Regions from separate parts of the Mus musculus genome. Here region 1 is linked to region 2. Evidence: chromatin contacts called from public HiChIP or PLAC-seq data. All regions are on one chromosome and are shown on one strand. Each heading gives the region's core, a stretch centred on a gene start, on an enhancer-like site or on the middle of the called end of the contact. The rest is flanking DNA. Distances are from core to core; before and after follow the strand shown. Region 1 overlaps Mgme1 (mitochondrial genome maintenance exonuclease 1). Region 2 overlaps Rrbp1 (ribosome binding protein 1).

Region 1 (5,010 bases), core at 656-3,155, 330 kb before region 2:
TGGAGTTGTGCTTCACAGAGCTTGGAAATGCATTAGCATTTTCCAAGTCAGCCTTCAAACAGGGACTCAGCACCAGTAGCTCTCCAGGGAGCACTGAGACTGTCAGCTGTACCAGGAACTGCGCAGGCATTCAGCCTTTTGGAGTGAGCAGCTACCATGTTCTCTGGCCCTTCAGCACTGATCACTCTTAGACTACCCAGCCCTATAGTTTAAGTCAATCCAGTAAATCTTCTTTTAAAAAAGATTTATTATATACACAGCATTCTACCTGCATTTATGTCTGGAGGCTGGAAGGGGGCACCAGATCACATTACACAGATGGTTGTGAGTCACCACGTGGTTGCTGGGAATTGAATTCAGGACTTCTGGCAGAGCAGCCAGAACTCTTAACCTCTGAGCCATCTCTCCAGCCCCAGTAAATCTTTTTATATTTTCTTGGCTCACTTCCGCTAGAGAACCCTGTAGACATATCTATATCCTGGTGACTTTGTCAGGTAACTATGGTTGAGTTCACCTAGGACACCTTCTTTGGCGCATTTTTAGAGCTCAGTAAACTCCTGGGCCAGTGGTAAAATTTCAGACTTAAAGTCCAAGTGCAATGATTAGACTCAACGCATGTGCCAAGGGTTTGATTCCCAGGACTGCAGGAAATATATAAACAAATGATGATAAAGTCCAAACAATTTTCAGGTCTATGAAATCACCCTATAAATACACCTTTAAACAAAAACAAATAAAATGCTTTATTACCTTTTCTTTTAAATAAGCTCATTTTTGCTCAGAGAATACTGTAGAAGAGGCAGGAGAGAGTATTGTAGGAGCCATAGGGGTCATGAACACCACAAAAAAGCCCAGAGAATCAACTAACCAGGCAGGACTCATAGGGGCTCAGTGAGACAGAACCGGCAGTCAGGCAGCGTGAACCGGTTTGACCTAAGTCCCTGCATCTGTGTTAGGACTGGGTAACTTGGTCCTCTTGTGGGACCCCTAACAGTGGGAGCAGGGGCTGTCTCTGACTCTTTTGCCTGCTTTTGGGACCCCTTTCCTCCTACTGGCTTGCTTCATATGAGGGAGGTGCCTAGTCTTATTGCAACTTGATATAACATGTTAGGTTGATATCCCCGGGAGGCCTGCCCTTTTCTGAAGGGGAACTGGGGAGGAGTGAACCAGGGGGAGAGAAGAGGTGAGAGGCTGGGGGAGGAACTGGGAGGAGAGGAGGGATGGGAAACTGGTTAGGGTGTAACATGTGAGAAAATAAATAAAGATGAGAGAAGTCAGAAAAAAAAGCTCACTATTCATGTGGATGTATGTCTGTGCACGAGTCCTCAAAAGGCCAGAAGAGGTGCTGGGTCCCCCGGAACTGACCTCATAGACAATGTGAGCTGCCAGACATGGGTACTGGGAACAGAACTCTGGTCCACTGAAAGACTAGGAATCAGTTAAATATCTTTTATTTTTTTTTAAGACTAATGAAAACTAAATGTGATTGTGTAACTTATAATTTTAATGCTACTAGATTTACTTTATAAAACAGAAAACCGTCTCCCAAGAACAGCCAATGATTTTTTTTTTGTTGTTACTTATCAAACACAGAAAAAAAGTTTTACCATTGTTCCTCTTTGTTAACAAGTTCCACAACAGTATTTTTTGTAGTCCATGGCCTGCTGACACCAGAAATAGATACCCAAACCCTAGCGACGGTGACTTCCACACTCAGGCTTCCTGCTGCTGGGGCTTCTCTGGTAAGGAAAAGGACCTAGCCAATGATGTATTGCCTGCCCCAGCTCTCTAGGCAGCCAGGCTTCCTTAGGCTGAAATAAGTTTTTCCTAATGACACAGAGTGTATAAAACACCTTCTAGGAAACTGTGGTGGCGATGCCTACGTGCTTGCTTGCTCACTCTCTCTCTCTCTGTATACCCTGAGGGTGCAGGGCCCCTCCCATCCCTGAGAACTCTAGGGACATGTGTGGCACATGATGCTTCATTTGGCCTTCTGATCTCAATTCAAAGACTGGGCATCCTGCCAGGGACACAGAGGTTTGCAAGGGAGCCCAGAAGTCCCTGGGCAGCTGCCAATCCCAGTGTCCTCCTCTCAGGTGAGAAACAGCCAGAGGTCGTGCAGCTGGTGAGTCAGGCGCTGACCTCCAGACTCTCTGGCTTCTCGGTGGGTACATCCCAACCCACCACACCTTCAGCTTGTGTTAATGTAGCCCTCAGTTCCCCGCATTCCTCTTTAGAAACTCAGTGGACAGCAGTGCATCTCCCAAACAGAGATCGCCGCGCAGCATCGCCAAGCAATCCCGGGCCTCTACGCTGGCTCTGGAGCGCTCAGGTTCTTTTGCTTTTCTGTATATTCTTCTAGTCGGAGAAGCCACTTGGCCCAATACTTGGAACAGAGCTCTTCATCCATGAAGTGAGGGTGCGCAGGGGACCCATCCTTATAGGCCACCACAATTAATCCACACTGAACCTACAGAGAAACACAGTGCAGCTTCAGCACTTCCTCTCGTGCCAGGGCAAATTAGCCAGTGCTAAGCATGCTATAGGAGTATCTCCAAACCCACTGCTAAGATGGGCCGGTTAAAGACTGCACCAGGACACAGGAGAGCACAAAGATGGCCGACAGACCCTGAAGAATGGACCGTGCTCACGAAGCAGCAAAGCAAGGCAAAAACCCAAACCAACCAAACAGCAGCAGTAGCCCAGGAGGGGAGGAGAGTGCGCTGTAGTTAGAGAACGCTGAACAGCAGTAAGCAGTGCTTTAAGTACGAGTAAAACCCAAACCACCACAACCAGCTTATCACGCAGGAGCTCATGTTCTGACCTGAAAACTGTAGTGGGCATCATGGTTTACGGCACCCATGTACGCCACAACTTGCAGCGGGTTGTCATATGTATTTCGAATTAAAGGTTTTGGTTTTTCTGATGTCTTCCAATCAATCACACACAGCTTGCCCCTAAGGAGAATCCAGAGGAATTCTTTGTAAGTAGCAGTTCAAACTGAAAACTCAGGCCACCAAGATGGCTCAATGGGTAAAGGCGCCCTGCTGGCAAGCCCACAGACCCAAGCACAGTGCCTGGGACTCAAACGGTAGGAGAGCAAACTCCCGAGGTTGTGCTCCAATCTCGACTTGCAAACTGTGGTGTGAGAACCTACACATATGTACATGTACACACACAAACACACACACACACACACACACACACACACACACACACACTCACACACTCCAAATAAACACATAAACAAACAAACAAGGGGCTGGTGAGATGGCTCAGTGGGTAAGAGCACCCGACTGCTCTTCTGAAGGTCCGGAGTTCAAATCCCAGCAACCACATGGTGGCTCACAACCATCCGTAACGAGATCTGATTCCTTCTTCTGGAGTGTCTGAAGACAGCTACAGTGTACTTACATATAACCTATAAATAAATCTAAAAAAAACAAAACAAACAAACAAATAAATAAATAGGTAGATTATGCATGTATGTAATTTAAAATCCTATAAAACAGAAAAACTACTAAGTTAATTCCTGTGTTAAGTTCTTTGGTTTTGGTTCCTCGAAGACTGTTGCTTTTATCCTCTACTTTCCAAAGCAGGCTTTACTTCTTAGGATTAGAAAAGCATGACAGGCGTGGTCTTCATGCCTATAATTCTAACAGCTATGATGTTGAGGCAGGAGAATAACCATGAGCTCAAAGCCAGCCTGTGCTACAGAGTGACTTCTTGCCTTCAGAGAAAAGCCAGGATAGATGGGACTGGGCATGGCTCAGCAACAGAGAATCCTATTACACAGGAAGCTATTCAGGAGGAGTAGGAAGCACATTTTTGGTTAAAATAATAATTCTCTTTATTCCTTGTGACTCCTTTAACCACTAACAGCAACTGATATTACACCTCACATGTTTTTGGTTAATTTTTTGGAAGCAGAATGTATCAGTAGTAAAGAACTCATTATAGATTGATACATGTTATGGCACTTCACCATAAAAGCTGAGTTCAATCAGTAGGAACCTGTGATATGCAAACATAGAAGTAAGAAAACCTGGACCCTTGCCTAAAAGTTCCTATATAGACAGATACTTCCTCACTCGATCCATTCTGGTGTGATACTATACCTACTAACTATACATATTTAGAAGATCAGAATGTGGGGCCAGGTTTGGTGGTGCAAGCCTTTAACCCAGACACTCGAAGAGGCAGAAGCTAGCATATCTCCATAACTTTGAGGTTAGCCTGATACACATGTTGAGTTCTAGGCTAGTCCAGGCTACGTAGTGAGACCCCATTAAAAAAAAAAAAAAAAAACCAACTAATAAATAAATAAATAATTAGAAACAAAGAGGGCAGTTCTGTTACTTGGAACAACATGGATTAATAAAAGAGTATGCTAAGTAAACAAAGTCAGGGTCAGAAATGACGTCAGATCCATGGGCATCCATAAAAGTTAAGTTCAGAAGCTGGGCATGTGGGCGCACGCCTTTAGTCCCAGCACTTGGGAGGCAGAGGCAGGTGGATCTCTGGAAATTCTAGGCTAGACTGGTCTATGTAGTGAGTTCCAGGACAGCCAGAGCTACACAGTGCGACTGTTGTCTCTAAAACCTTACTACGTAGGCAGAGGTTCAACCGTCACCCAGATTCCACACTCTTTCCCTCGTATCCTGGTATTGCTCTCATGGTGTATTTGGAATGGAGTATCTGCAGATGACAGCAACTCTTGGAATCTGCAATGACTAGGAAAAACAGTAACAGCAGCAACTTAGAAGCGATAGGAAGTTTTAGCTGGTTCAGAGTCCTTATCATATCAGCCACTGCCTGGAAGCCAGGAAGAGAGTTGATGTTCAGGGCCAACAGATCACTGTACAATCTTTGGGAAAACAGGAAAAAAAGCATGGGGGAGGGGGAGAAGAAAGCCAGAAGAACACAACAGTGGTTAAAGAGGAAATAGAGAAGAGCGTTCAGGAGCCACATTGGGGCCTGGGACAGGCTGGAGGATAAGCCATACCCCTG
Region 2 (4,431 bases), core at 953-3,452:
CCGAGCAGGACCCTATGAAGGTTAGGGTGATAAGCTGGTCCTCACCCCTAACATCACATGGTGCTCAGGGGTGGGCAGCCTATGTGCTGATTAAACTGAGTGCAGGTACTTCAGTCCCCACTGCTAGCCACCTCCTCATCCCGTGTGATCTGGGTGAGAGGACCCAGAATGGAAGGGTGTAGAGCTAAGGGCGGGTGGCTAGGGCCCTTGGCCCTTACTACACAAGGAAGGGACTTTTGGACCTGTGTGTAGCTTGGGTTTGGGTAGCCACAGAGGAGATTTGTCTTTAGCTGTGGCCCTTTACTGGGGCATTGCTAGCCGGACATCTGTCTTCCAGAGTTTTGACCAAAAGATCAGTTACCAAGAGCAATTGGCAAGAGGCAGGGACCTATCATTGGGCTCCCATTGTAGACCATGTCCTGCCCCATGGCTTTGGGGTCTTTCCTGCCCTGTGAGTCCTGTGAAAGGCTTAGAGTCTAGTGTTTTCCCCAGCACCTTTTTGCGACTTCTCTGGTTCTCTCCTGAGTCTTGAGGCACTCTCTCCCCAGAAATGAGAGTGCTGAGAGTGACTTAGGGTGGGGAAAGGCCCAGGGAATCCTAGAAATAGCTTGAAGGGGGAGCCTGCAGTTACAGTCTGCCCCAGAGGGGCCTCTGCGAGCCTCTCCAGTCCAACTTGTGTTATCTCCATACAGTTGAAAACACAGCTGGAGCGGACAGAAGCCACCCTGGAGGCTGAGCAGACACGGCGGCAGAAGCTCACAGCTGAGTTTGAGGAGGTTAGGTTCTGCCTAGTGGCCCCAGCTCCTACAAGCGTCTTGAGAGCTTGGGCATCATCTCTGTCCTTCCCAACTTTCCCACCAGGCACCTGACTCTGCCCCAGGAGCCTTGTAGGTTTCTGCATCTTTGGGAGGTCCTGAAGGCCTGGGTGCGAGTGGGTTATCTCCAAGCTTCTTGCCCATGTGAATCAATATGAGCTTTTGTCTTAGGCTGGGGATGGCCCTCCCCCTCCCCCAACCCAGTGAATTTAGTCAGGTTTGACTGCTAGGCAACTCACCCAGATGTGTCCCCTCTCTGACAAGGCTCAACGCACAGCGTGTCGGATACAAGAAGAGCTGGAGAAACTCCGTGCTGCTGGCCCCCTGGAGTCGTCAGGAAAAGAAGAGATTACACAGCTGAAGGTAGAGGATGGAGTTGGGGTACAGTTTGGACTTGAAGGTCTTCTAGACTTTGGTCACTGTCTTAGTCACTAGTCTATTACTGTGAAGAGACACCATGACCAAGACAACTCTGATAAAGGAAAGCATTTAATTGAGGGCCTGCTTACAGGTCCAGAAGTCCATTCCTCATTATAGCAATATCCATGGTACTAGAGCAGGAGCTGAGAGCTACATCCTGATCCATGGGTCAAAAAAGTAGACTTTGCATGGGGTTTGAAAGCTCATATCCTACTCCCAGAGATACACCTATTCCAATAAACCACACCTCCTAATTCTTCTCAAATAGTGCTACTCTCTGATGATTAAGTATTCAAATATATGAGCCTGTAGAGGCCATTCTTATTCAAACCACCAGTCAGTCATTCTTGTTCTGGGAGAGGGGCTGATCCTGAGGGAACAGCTCAGGTATTGGCTTCCCTTGCCACACCTAGTGGAAGGCCCTTGGCCAGAAAGAACTAAGTCATATCTCAGTTACAAGTTAGTGTCATTTAAATGTAAGCCTGAAGTCCTGGTTCAGCTACACATGTAGTGGCCTTCACACTAGGCAGTGCACGGTGGACAGTAAGGCCGGGAAGCTGTCCAAGCGTAGCAGAAGCTGACAGAACACAGGCAGAACTGTCAACAACAAAGGCTTTCTCCCAGACAGCACTAAGTAACCAGATAGCTCTCTGTATTCATGAAGTCATTAGAGCTAGCTCTTCCTCCTGTTATATCATCTGAGAGCTGACTGCTTGAACCTTCTGGCCCACAGGAGAGACTAGAAAAAGAGAAGAGGTTAACAAGTGACCTGGGCCGTGCTGCCATCAAACTTCAGGAGCTGTTGAAGACAACCCAGGAGCAGCTGACGAAAGAGAAGGACACAGTGAAGAAGTTACAAGAACAACTGGGAAAAGCAGTGAGTGCTCAGTGCAGGCTGGGCTGCAGGGCGAGCGCCAGGCCTCCAGTGCTTTGCTGTCTAGGGGCCCCAGGGAAGCAGGACACTGGGGATAGAGAACTATATATAAGAGGAACTGACATGTGCACTGCTGGCTTGTCCTGACCCTGCAGCCTGTGTGGAGTCCCTTGCCTGCAAAACCACATTCTCAGCTACACTCAGGGCCTTAGGTTCCTCTCATCATAGGGTCACCCCAGTTCCTGTGCATGCACCCCCAGCCCCTGGAGTCACCTCTGGGCCTCCGAAGCCTGAAGGTGCTTATTGGAGCTTCTCTGAGGCCTTATGAGTCAGTCCTGGCACAGGGAAGTGGAGGGGGTGCCTTGACTCCCATCCAGGTCGTTCCTTTACATGTCTACTTTGTTTGCAGGAGGATGGTAGCAGCTCAAAGGAGGGAACCTCTGTCTGAGTCTCCTCGGCAAACTGTTCAACTTACCAAAATGCCTTACACATTCCTTACAAATAAACCAACCAACACAGCGTTATCCAGGCCCAACTTCCAGTGAAGCCATTGGAGACAAGTCTCAGAACCACAGAATAAAGCTTGCGGAACCCCAGTCTGTAAGAGAACCTTTGTCACACTTGATAAACACTATTCCCGGGAGCAGCCCTGGACCACCTCGAGCAGACGCCAAAGCCCTCCTCAACGCTGACAGACCAGGGTGTGCTGGGAGTCCAGGACTCTCGGGGTTTATGTCAATCAGTGCAATTGTCTGTATTTCTCAGTGGGGCCAGGTTGGGAAGCAACAGGCCAGGTGGTGAGTTCTCAGAGGCTGCTGAGCAGACTGGAGGGCCTCAGCCCAGCCCAGCAAGGCTGCAGCCCATCACCCCTGGAAGTTGCCAAGCAGAACTGACATGTGACTGCCTGGATGTCAATGCCATTAAAACCAACGTGTTGCCCGGCACTGGGGTTCTGTCTGATCTTCTGCGAGACCTCTCCCATCTAGCTACTGAGCCTGAGGAAAGCCAAGAATAGCTGTCCCTCGAGACATGAGGTTTTCTGAAGGCTGGGACCCTGCACAGAATCTGAAGGCTTGGAGTCCCCTGCTTCCTGGCTACCCCCCCCCCCCAGTCATTTCCTAAATTACAGAGTTCCCCAGGCATAGCAGGGACCTGGATACATAACTATGCCGGGGGTGGGGGGTTGAGGGTGGGGGGTGCAGGGCAACTGTTCTCAGGTAGAAGCCACTCTAGACTTCCTGTGACCTCAGAACTATGAGCTCTTGGTGGCCCAATAACCCGACCTAGGGGAGTCTTGTTCAAGTGGTATATGGGCTTGCACAGAGAAAACATGGAGTTTATGTATAAAGTCGTCACAGTAGGGTGTGAGCCACCAGCAAGTGGCCCTGAGCAGTTCCTGGTTCCTGTGCCAGGCTTCATCTAGTCTTGTTAAACTTCTACCAGGCAATAGGTCCCCCACCTAACCTGTTATCCTCTAAATCCTAACAAATCTGACTGGCTGAACTTGGCAAGGGACATCTGACCCTTGGATGCCACTATACATCCTATGGGGTAAGGGGGACTGGAAGGTGAGATTTCCACACTGCTCTGCATTACAGAGCAACCTGGGGTGGTAGGTGGCACTCCTGCTGTCACAGGAATCTTGGGAAATGTCTCCTCACACCACAGAACATAAACCAAGGTTTTGACACTACCAGAGACCACATGGCCAAGCACTCTGGCCCCAGCTTGGGAAGCACCTATGAACTAAGACATGGCTCTGCTGTGTGTTAACAAGGTGCCGGAGGAAGGGTAGGTGGGAAAGAGAAGGAAAGGCTGAGATGATATCAGGTCATGTGGCATGGCAGTAGGAGACAGTTTTTAAGCAAGGAATACAAAACCTTCAAAGAGGCCAAGGGGGAGAGGGGCCTCTGAAACTCTTGAGCCTTAAGCCCCACGGTTTCCTACTGGGAGACTGAGTAGAAATAACAGGAATACATGGTGTGTGGCTCCAGCTCTGTGCCTTAATCACAGGAACTCTTAAGTCAGTTCTCACTCTTCCTATAGACAGTTCATGCTGTGGTACCCCTAAAACCATCAACCTTCATTGCTACTTCATAACTGTAATTTGGTAGTTATAAATCATTATGTAAACATTGTTTTCTGATGGTCTTAGGCACAGGAGTGGGGGAGGGTGTTAACAGCACCCATGCCCAGGGCGATGGCCTCTGATGGCACAGGAGTGGGGCACTACTGAGTAAAGGTGGCAAGATACCAAGGTTACCTTACCAAGCTTCAGAATCGGTGTGCCAAGATGCCATGGCTTCTACTTGTCACCTACTC

What was found. HiChIP or PLAC-seq counts read pairs in DNA pulled down with a chosen protein or histone mark.
Region 1: a contact with region 2 is called in an H3K27ac HiChIP or PLAC-seq map of microglia, with 7 times the contacts expected there. The contact joins two enhancer-like sites. A contact is called at or near these places in 1 of 39 promoter capture datasets (embryonic stem cells), 13 of 115 datasets of contacts at active chromatin or transcription factors (the NIH/3T3 cell line, bone marrow-derived macrophages, craniofacial prominence and 10 more) and 3 of 9 other capture datasets (adipose tissue, embryonic stem cells and liver).

The regions. Positions count from the first base shown.
Region 1 is chr2:144,276,941-144,281,950 of GRCm38.p6, reverse strand. It overlaps Mgme1 (mitochondrial genome maintenance exonuclease 1), which reads right to left. Exons shown (of 5, transcript NM_028984.5): 4 at 2,825-2,957; 5 at 724-2,470. The coding sequence ends at 2,309. Among named protein-coding and RNA genes, the nearest start is that of Mgme1, 8.5 kb to the right of the region's middle. Within about 2 kb of position 1,905, at least 47 of the 459 cell types and tissues checked have an H3K27ac peak or open chromatin away from gene starts, as enhancers often do. A contact at or near this core is called in microglia, where this site is marked.
Region 2 is chr2:143,946,017-143,950,447 of GRCm38.p6, reverse strand. It overlaps Rrbp1 (ribosome binding protein 1), which reads left to right. Exons shown (of 24, transcript NM_024281.2): 20 at 1-20; 21 at 693-776; 22 at 1,080-1,178; 23 at 1,969-2,112; 24 at 2,519-3,053. The coding sequence ends at 2,557. Among named protein-coding and RNA genes, the nearest start is that of Gm33804, 8.2 kb to the right of the region's middle. Within about 2 kb of position 2,202, at least 21 of the 459 cell types and tissues checked have an H3K27ac peak or open chromatin away from gene starts, as enhancers often do. A contact at or near this core is called in microglia, where this site is marked.